3 separate regions of the Mus musculus genome follow, and all the other regions are linked to region 1. Evidence: chromatin contacts called from public HiChIP or PLAC-seq data. All regions are on one chromosome and are shown on one strand. Each heading gives the region's core, a stretch centred on a gene start, on an enhancer-like site or on the middle of the called end of the contact. The rest is flanking DNA. Distances are from core to core; before and after follow the strand shown.

Region 1 (3,184 bases), core at 126-2,625:
TTGCACTGGCTGTGTACTAGAAAGCTCCTTGGATACTGCTGATGTTATAATTTATATAGCTGAAAGTTAGCACAGAATTGGACTTGCAGCCTTGCAACTATCCGTCTTGTGGTCACAATTTACATAGGCAATTCTAATTCTTCTGTATAATTAATGACTCATATGTTATATCCTGGAGCCACATGGAAAGGTTTTTCGGGTTACCTGCTGTTCTGTATTATCCATGCTTAAATCTTACACTAATGCATGTGATTAAGAGTTACTTCTGCTTTGTCAGTTGAACCAAATTGAGAGGGTAGGAGGGAAATGTTAGCTCCACATTGCACATTGACGGGTGTGGATGTGTGTGTGTGTGTGTGTGTGTGTGTGTGTGTGTGTGTGTGTGTCTGTCTGTCTGTCTCTGTCTGTCTGTGTGTGTGTGTGTGTCTGTTTGACTCTGTCTCTGCATATGTGTGTGTGTATATGTGTCTGTCTGTTTGTCTGTCTGTCTGTCTGTCTGTCTCTGTCTCTGTCTCTGTCTCTGTGTGTGTGTGTTATTGTGATACCACTGGGGCCAAGGAGGTCAGGATGGTAAGGACTGGTTCTGAGAGGGATCTATGCATTTAAAATATTTTATCTGCGAAGTTATTGGTATTTGGGTAAACTGCAGAGAAAACTTTTGTCCATATGGGAAAAATATTTGAGAGAGGCTTTTTTTAATTGCCCTGGGGCCCATCAGCTCTGTAGCCAGCAGGTTTGAGTGGAGTTTTTCCTGCAGTGAAGCTGTTAGCACACTGTCAGTTCAGGACAATCAGGACCAGTCTCAGCCTTCTGCGGTAGAAGCAGGAACCACGAAGGAATTGCTTTATGTGACACTGACTACTGGATAGACCTGCTTAAAGCCTGTCAATCAAAGACATCTCTTCAGAACTGGATCAAGGGAGGTCAAGGCGAAAGAATGTTTTAGGATTTTCTCTGTTAAAGAGGGTTGGCCGTGCCTAGGGCCAAGTGTGCAGTGGTAGAGGAAACTGAGAATTTTATGGTGTCTTCTGCCTTGCTGCTCTGGGTTCAAGCCTGTTTCAGCTCTACATATTTCCTGTGGGTTCTGTAGACTATCCAAGTCCTACTTTTCCTAACAGCCCATCTCTACTTAGATCTATCAGTGTTGACTTCTGTCTTATGTGACTAAGGGTCCTGAGAGGACTTCTCTCTCTTTATGGTCACTGTGACCCTTTCTGGAAAGCAAATAAACCGTCTCCCTGGTGGAGGGGAGAGAGGAAGCCTTTATTTTTGATCCCTGTTTGCCCATTTCCTTGGCATAAATACTTTCACCCACAGGCAATTATGAAATGCCAACTCCTTAACTCAGACCTTACAACATTCCTGAGCACGTATTCATTGGAAGCGATCCCAGACAGCTCCAGCACTGCCACTGCGTCTTGCAATCCGGAGGCTCAGCACAGGGCAAGAAGGGTGTTGCTGGAATATGACTTTTACAATTAAGGTTACACCTTTACAGAACGGATTGTATAGCATCCAGAGAGACAAGGTGAACAAAATCTAGTTGGTGAACATGGGAATTAGAGTTGAGGCCGGGGCCCAACACTGTGCAATAAATCACTGTGAGCCTCTTTCCTCTATGGGAAGGGGTATGTGTTAGCTTCTATGCTCTTTACACTTAACAGAAACAGCTTAGGGGAGGGAGACAGGATTTGTTTTGGCTCATGGTTTCAAACATTTCCCTCCATTCATCTATCCATCCATCTATTCTTGCTTGGTCTCCTGTACCTGAGCAGGATGCTATAGTCATGGGAGTGTATAGTGGAAAGAAGATACCTGCTGCATGACTAACCAGAAATAAGAGAGATGGAAATGCTTTTCCTTGCCTGCCTTTCTCCTTTCTTCTTTTATTTCTTCTGGACTCTAGCCTCTGAGATGGTATTGTCCACACTCAGGGAAGGTCTTCCCTGGAAGCAATCTCATAGACAAATCTAGGGCCATATGTTATCAGTCTCCTGGGTGACTTCAAATCTAGACAAGTTGACAATGAAAACTAATTATTACAGTTTTGACTATAAACCCTGATTATCTTTGTTTTGACTCTAAACCCTGATTATTAGGATGGCACCTGCCGTGGTAATGTCGTAAAGTCCTTCTGATAAGCAGGCCCTCTGTGTGAAAGCCACGGGAAGATAGTTCTGCAGGGAAAGCTGGAGCCGAGGGACCGATTCTCAGGGGAGCATCTCACAGTACACGCTTGGAAGCATTGGCGCAGGAAAGGTCTGCTGTGTGTCTGTGCAGTGTGCATGCTGTGGTGGAATTGGACCCTGGGGGCTTTCAGCTCTGTGTGGCTCCAGGCATGTGTCTTAGATTACTGGTCCTCAGCGGGTGAGCAGACAGCAAAACCCCGTGTTAGAGGACATGACAAGGATTTGAATGTTTAATAAGAAAAGGATGGTCAAAACATGCTACAAGAAATCCACAAAATGTCACTGGCATCAACTGTCTTGTTCCCTCTGGCGTGTGTTGACAGGGTTTTGTAAATAGTCTGATTAATCCATGGCCTCTTGTGACCTAGAAATTCACAATTGGGATTTGGTTTGTTCCCGGGACTTAACATGTTGGCCAGTCAAAGGGGGCACATGATGATTTCCTGGCCTTAACAACAGAAAAACCTTGAAAATAGCTTATGGGCTTCCAAGAGCCACTGGCATCCACACGCTAGCAAAGGTCACCCTCCTTGGAGGTCTGAGATACCTGGTATTCTATGACGTGTGGGGTTTCAGGCATTCTAGTTGGAGAGTCTATAATTAATTAGGACAGAGCAAGCATCAAGTGCCAAAGCGATGCCACCTGACCACTCAAGGGACTCAGATGTACCCTTCAACTTCTTTCTCTCCTTGGCCTCTAAAAGCATCCCATTGGTGTCAAACCATAAAGCACTAGGGGCAGGAATAGAGAGGTCTTCACCAGCAGCCTTTTGTGTATGAGCCCTGTTAGTCCAATCACTCTGAATTCAAAACAAAAGACTGTGTCTTAGCTCACTTTTGCTAGAACCACAAGGTGTCTCAGACTCTTGGTTCAGATTCATTCCTCACATGAGCCCCACTGACATCTATCAGTGAGTTCTAAAGGGTCAAAGGGCAGCTGATGCTATCTCAATCATCCCAAGCGGCTGAGTGAAGTCTGCCACCATTCTCTGTAC
Region 2 (3,276 bases), core at 437-2,936, 150 kb before region 1:
ATTATAAGAATAATTAGAAAACATTATGATTTTGGTAATATACATAACACATAAAATAGGTAACTTCCTATAAAGATACAAAACACCACAGCTTATTCAAGAAGACTTCAATAATCTCAATGGTCCCACTAAGAACTAAAGAAAGTCAAGCTTAAAGATTAAAGATCTCATGAACAAATCCAGACCTACACGGCTTCACCTTTAAATGCTGTCAAATATTTGAAAGGGAAAAATACTATCAAGTTTATAGGTATTCTTCAAGATAACACACAAGGAAGAAATAGTTATCAACTCGTTATGTGAGGTGTATATCACCCTCATACCAAAAGCAGATGTGACTTCTAGAAAAACAGAACTACAAGTCAGTATTCCAATGAATACACATGAAAAATTCGAATCTAAAGGCTAGCAAATTGGATCCATTAAGATGTTTTAAAAAGTACATTATGTACATTATGACTAAACAGAGGTGACTGTAGATGACAGGATTCATTTAACATTACAAATAGATTTTACTTATCATGTTTATAAGCTGAATGAGTCACATACTCATCTTGGAGTAAAATTGGAACTTACAGTTTGTCAGGAGTGTATTTAGTAATAATATAGGTACAATTTTAAACATACTGACCATGAAACACTGAATCAGAATGCCTACCCTCGATATACAGTCTTTACACATAGTGACACTAGTCTCTTTCCATTAATGTCTACTTGGCTTTGTATTTACCCTCTCTTTCACCTTTAAGTCAGGGTTTCTCACACTCTAGAACATCCTGGCCTGGTATTTACCATGAATCCAGGGCTGTCCTCGAACTCCAAGCAATCCTCTTGGCTCAGCCTGTCAAGTGCTGGGATCATAGTCATGTGCCACCACGCTGACCATTTCTCCACCAAATTTATCTACCTCTGTGTAGGGAAGGTTCTCTCCTCTCAGCTGGTGTGGTGCTGGGGTCCACTTACCACCATCTTCATATTTCACTGCGCCTATCTCGGAGGACTGGGCAGGTCTGACCTCTTTACCCTTGTTCTTAGCAACCTTCTGAAAATGAAGGTTCTATACAACCACGGATGGACAGCGTTTAGAGAGCAACACACAGTGCAACACAAGGAGGCTGCTGAAGATAGCACACCTGGAGAGGCCACAGAACTCCAGATGCCTTCCCCTGTAAACACGCACCCCAACTTTCATGACAGTTCATGTAGATGAGCTCCCAAAGACAGGGTAATGGAATGCCACCAACTAAGGAGCACAACAAGCCTAGGCGTCTCTGGAATCTCACAGAAATGACTGAGGCCACAGAGGAAAGAGACCATGGGACCAGGAATGTGTCCCACTTCCCTCCATCTGCAGTGCACCTGGCAACAGCTTCCTCTACTTCCTCGGCACACAGGAAGCATAGCTTCCCTGTGGGCTCTCTGCCCCTTGAACCTTTTCAGTAGAGCTCTCACTACTCTGTAACACCTCACACACCTCAGTGGCAGAGGCGATTGTTTTGGTCTTTGCAGACTACACAGAAGAGACAGTAAGTGAAGCGAGTCCCTAGGTGGGGCATTCAGTGGGCAGCACCTCACTCAGCTACTTCACAGACCTTAGGACTTACTTGCCAATGCCATCCTAACCCTTCTCAGCCACTCATGTATGCCCTGAGAAGCGGGATACCTAAGTGACACTCCTCTTGTCATGCCCATGTTAAGTGATTGCGAAATCCAGCTGGGCTGAGTCACTACCTCTGCCCCATAATTCATCACAGTTATCAAATCCAAAAGGACTTATTTGCATTAAGTTTAAGCAGCAAATTCCTCTTTTACGCATGACTGTGACACCCCCAGCGTTTCTGCATCAGAAGTCAATGGCAGGGCAAAGGGACCTGTGTCCTCAGGCGCTGATTCCCATGCAGGCACTACTTGTAAGAACTAGAAGCGTAGGTCCTTTCATTAGCTGGAAGTGGCTAACAGCCTAAGCACCCCTAACTCTGAGGACTCCCCATGAATCTTGGGCCCTTTCACGCTGTACTCCCAATATGTCTGCCATTTCATTGTGAAGCTGATGAAAAATTTATATACTTTTATTTTTTTAATTTAATTCCTTTCATTCAGTATATAGGCTATTCTACTGTCCCCACTCTCCACTAGAGTCACTCTCAGAAAGAAACTTCAACCCTTAATGGGAGACAGCCATGTGGTGGGCAGGGATGATTTCAGTTTCCTCTTAAATCCTTTCATATTTTGTCCATTTCAGTTGCCAAATTTCCCTCCTCCCAGTTTCAGGAAGATACTGTGCTTCCAGTCCATGATCGTGAGTCTATTATTTTCTGTACCCCATCTTCATCAAACCTCTGCTACATGGAGCAGCACCCAATATGCTGATAACTTCAAGCTCTCCCTGCTGGTAGAGTACATCTATTTTTTATTTTATCACATGCTATGAGACCGAGTTTCAAAAAGAATCTTGGGCTGGAGAGATGGCTCAGCAGTTATGATCACTGACTGCTCTTCCAAAGGTCCCGAGTTCAAATCTCAGCAACCGAATGGTGGCTCACAACCATCCATAATTTGAAATCTGATGCCCTCTTCTGGTGTGTCTGAAGACAGCTATAGTGAACTTACATATAATAATAAATAAATCTTAAAAAAAGAGAGATGCTGAGTCCAAGACAGTGTCTTTTTCTCCTTCCATACGTTACACACACTCAGACCACCATGCCACACCCCCAACCTTACACAACTCTTGGATAGGCTGCACTATTTGCAAGATTGCTCCTCTGCACGTCTCAGGAAATAACCGAAGCACTTCACCAACAGTGAGAGAATATCAAGAGTGCAGTGTGAGCTCTAGGAAAGGGATCTAACCTGACACAGAGTAATGAGAAATGTTGACCAATACCTAGCACACGCTGGTCAGCACAAACTGGACTTAGATATTAAGGGAGGGAAAGAAGTTAGGAGTGGATGGGGAGGTGAGAGAGATCTGGGAGGAGAATATGATCAAAACACATTATATAAAATTCTCAAAGAACTAATAAAACTATCATGTTTTAAAAGATAGTGTTTGACTTAAACCTTGCGTTTGAGTCCTGGGACCCATGTGGTGAAAGGAAAGAACTGATTCTTCCATGTTGTCTTCCAACCTCCACGTTAGCAGCATGTACTGACCCCGCCCACCCCAATATACCACAAGAATAAAAGGACGTGTGAACTAATGCCAGGAGCATATAGCATAAGTGTTTCTGAGGATCTGTCAGAACAAAGCTAATTTTAAAGATCAGTTTAATG
Region 3 (3,199 bases), core at 652-3,151, 150 kb after region 1:
TTTCACACCTTATCATGAACAAAGTCCCCGTGTAAGTATGCTTTAATGTCCTCTCCAATCAGTTGCAAAATGTAGGGTTAAAAAAACAATCAGAATTAAAACCTGGTGTTTTCATTTTCACTTGTGACCTGTCATTGCTCAAGTTTATCTTTACTCACAAAAATAGGTTATAGTGGGATCATAAAGTAAACAATGATAAAAAGTTTTTGGGAGTTGGAAATAAATTGTTATAATGTAACTTGGAAAGTCTTTGGGATTTGTGGGACTTTGGGGCATCATATCTTGATTACTCATTTCCTAATGAAGTAACACTCTGGCATTGAAACTTTTGCCTACTTTAAAGTCATATGACTCCATGAAATATCTAAGTTCATCATCATTTTATTTATTGATTGATATTTTTATTAATTTATTTTCTCATAAATTACATTCTGGCTGTAGCTTCAGCTTCATCTTCTCCCGTCTTTCCCTAAACCCACTCCCCATGCATTCCTCTTTTTTTTTTTTTTTCCCAGAAAAGGTCAGGTTTGTTGATTTCTGTGGGTTTTCTCAAACATACTTGGCCAAAAAAATTTCTTCCTAATGTTATTCTACTATTCTGTAGACAGAAGTCTGGTATAATGATCGTTAGAGAGGCTCTATCCAGTAGCTGATTGAAGCAGATGCAGAGACCCATAGTCAAGCATTAGTGAATACAATGAATCCTGCAGAAAGGGAGGAAGGATTGTAGGAGTCAAACTTGTCAAGGTCACCATCATTTTAAATGATGGGCTTTGGAAAGATTTTGGATTCTAATTGGGTCATTTAAAACCTAAGTTTTGGAGTCTGAACACTCCAGTAATCTCTACTTGAGGGGCCAAAACTGAAGACAGACATACCTATGGGACAGAGGCAAACAGCTTGGGTACTGGTTTCTGCTGCTTCCATTAATTTGCTCTGTGTGACTAAGCAAAATGCTCTTTGTCCTGTGTTCAGAGTCAGAGACATCACTGCCACGCTGCACACAGATTTATAACTCTGGCCAAAGGTTTCAGCAAATACAGATTTCTTCAGTCTGAAGTCCACCAGTGTCTGTGCTCTCTGAAACTAAACCAGAACATTTTTTTAATCTAAATTTCTCTCACCTCAGAACCTTGGGTGACGGGACTAAGAGCTGCCCAAGAACTTATAGCATTGGTGATAATGTCTGCTATTGCCCTGGAGTTACCCTTGGCTTTTATTTATCAGTCTCTTTTCAAACTGAGATAGTGTCAACAGGGACACAGACAGACCAGAACAAAGGAACAGTGCCCTTTACAGTGCTTCCTGAGTGTAAATGGAAAGATTATAACTCAAGGAATTGTTGAAAATGAGCCTTTTGTCTAGAGCATTTATTATGCTACAATTGGCAAAGCTTTTTTTTTTTTTAAAGAGAAAGAATGAGTTAAAGCAAACACAAAATCAGAACAGACCCCGGGGAGTCTGTGGATTTCATATAATGATCCAGGTACATGCTTGATATATTAATCATAATCTTCCATGACTGTATTGCCGTGTCTCTCCAGCCCAACTCCTCCCATAAAGATAGGGAACAGGGAAGGGACATGACCTATTCAGGCCCCTGTGGGTATCCCTGAAACATTTGTTTCTTTAGCATCTAACACAAACATGACTGGAGTAATAGTTTGCTCTCATCCTTGTGCCTGTTTGAAGGGATATGATGACTGTATGAAGTCCATATGACAATAGCATTTGAAAAGTATCTTACTGGAAGTCAGTACAATGATGGCATCTCCACTTTCTTGATGAATTCTATGTAAGGCATCTGGTTTGGAGACTAGTCTCCGCATTAGTGCGACTTAGTAATAGAAGGCATTTTTTTTTTAACCACAAGGTCTTGAATCAAAGTCCAGGAATGGGGTTAATCTTTGTGTTGCTTTGTCTGGGAAGGAGCCAATTGACCCAGGGAGCACCTGAAAATGAAACACCATCCACCCAGATGGGAAAATATTTCTGCCCATTCCTATAAACTTTGATAAGACACTGTTGATAAGCAGAAGTCACATGAATGGCAGCAAGTTTCACTTCCTTGGAAGGAAGTTCACTGTCTAGTGAGAGCCTGAAATCAGAGACTTGAATGTAGAAGTTGAAGGATTATGGAAGGACACATGCAGAGTGCTCTCAGTCCTTCTAATGTCGCCAGCCAGGGAGAACCAGGACTGCCATTAGATAGAACAAAGTCAGTGTATTGTCAACACAACTTGCCTTTAGACATCGAAGAAATCCAGAGAGAGCACAGTCAACACAGCTTGTCTGACGGTGATGGAAGCTTTCCAAATAAATTGAACTCATTTTAGACATGTTCCAAGCAACTTAGCTCTCTACCTAGCCTCTCAGCATTCATCTGTATCCTAGATAAATGGAAGGAGGGCTGGAAAAGAGGCTCCTTAGACATAGCTTAGTGCTTCAGTTTTGTCGTTTTTAATTATAGTCATGGAAGTGTAGTATGACTAGTCAGTGAATGTCTAATATAATCTACAGTGATCTAACCAGAAAAACACATTTCCATCTGTTTCTGACACATCACTGGGAACCTTCCAATGCCTTTCTTCTAGTGCTTTAGAAAATCCTTAAGTTACTGTCAACTACAGGGTGTTGCTGTTTCAAACCTATGTAACACAGAGCAGTTTCCTGATCTGACATTTTCCACTGTTTTCTTTTACAAGTCAGTTCTTTCTTGTCTCCAAAATAAGTTTCTGCTTGTCTCAGGCAATTCAACACCATTTCTTTCTAGCCACTTAAATTCTTTAATTTCATGAGATACATATGTGTGTATGTATACACATTATACACACACACACACACATTTTATGTCTGCTTGACATAAAACACATTATGTAGACTAGGGTGGTTTTGGACTCAAAATCCAGCCTCCCATCTTCATGATAGGATTAAAGGCCTGTGTCACTACACCTAGCCCATAAGGACTTTTGATACTTTCTTTGGTTTACATGATATGATATTTTACTTCATTTGTCCCTGACTTCTCCTTTCCATTTACTTGATGATGTCTTGAACATCCATGAGCAAAAACCGTGAACCTTTGTGTTTCTTTTGATATGAGCCCTCCCTTTACACTCAAAAGCCCTGAAGGATATTCATTTCTTAAAAAGCTGACCTGGTCTGTTAGTGCTTTTACAAGTGGAGAATGGGTTCAGAT

What was found. HiChIP or PLAC-seq counts read pairs in DNA pulled down with a chosen protein or histone mark.
Region 2: an HNF4G HiChIP or PLAC-seq map of pancreatic cancer cells shows a contact between it and region 1. The contact joins two enhancer-like sites. A contact is called at or near these places in 1 of 15 datasets of contacts at CTCF or cohesin (the NIH/3T3 cell line), 59 of 484 Hi-C or Micro-C datasets (3T3-L1-derived adipocytes, the BV-2 cell line, the C2C12 cell line and 40 more), 7 of 115 datasets of contacts at active chromatin or transcription factors (embryonic stem cells, heart atrium, hepatocytes and 2 more) and 3 of 9 other capture datasets (adipose tissue, embryonic stem cells and pancreatic islet).
Region 3: an HNF4G HiChIP or PLAC-seq map of pancreatic cancer cells shows a contact between it and region 1. The contact joins two enhancer-like sites. A contact is called at or near these places in 1 of 15 datasets of contacts at CTCF or cohesin (the NIH/3T3 cell line), 1 of 484 Hi-C or Micro-C datasets (pancreatic cancer cells) and 1 of 115 datasets of contacts at active chromatin or transcription factors (pancreatic cancer cells).

Annotation. Positions count from the first base shown.
Region 1 is chr12:8,069,157-8,072,340 of GRCm38.p6, reverse strand. The region is part of intron 2 of Gm33037 (a long non-coding RNA gene); the gene reads left to right. Among named protein-coding and RNA genes, the nearest start is that of Apob, 93 kb to the right of the region's middle. Within about 2 kb of position 1,375, at least 36 of the 459 cell types and tissues checked have an H3K27ac peak or open chromatin away from gene starts, as enhancers often do. A contact at or near this core is called in the NIH/3T3 cell line and pancreatic cancer cells, where this site is marked.
Region 2 is chr12:8,221,656-8,224,931 of GRCm38.p6, reverse strand. The region is part of intron 2 of Ldah (lipid droplet associated hydrolase); the gene reads right to left. Among named protein-coding and RNA genes, the nearest start is that of Gm33037, 15 kb to the right of the region's middle. Within about 2 kb of position 1,686, at least 19 of the 459 cell types and tissues checked have an H3K27ac peak or open chromatin away from gene starts, as enhancers often do. A contact at or near this core is called in pancreatic cancer cells, where this site is marked.
Region 3 is chr12:7,917,918-7,921,116 of GRCm38.p6, reverse strand. No RefSeq gene overlaps it. Among named protein-coding and RNA genes, the nearest start is that of Apob, 58 kb to the left of the region's middle. RefSeq lists an enhancer at 705-1,396. Within about 2 kb of position 1,901, at least 33 of the 459 cell types and tissues checked have an H3K27ac peak or open chromatin away from gene starts, as enhancers often do. A contact at or near this core is called in the NIH/3T3 cell line and pancreatic cancer cells, where this site is marked.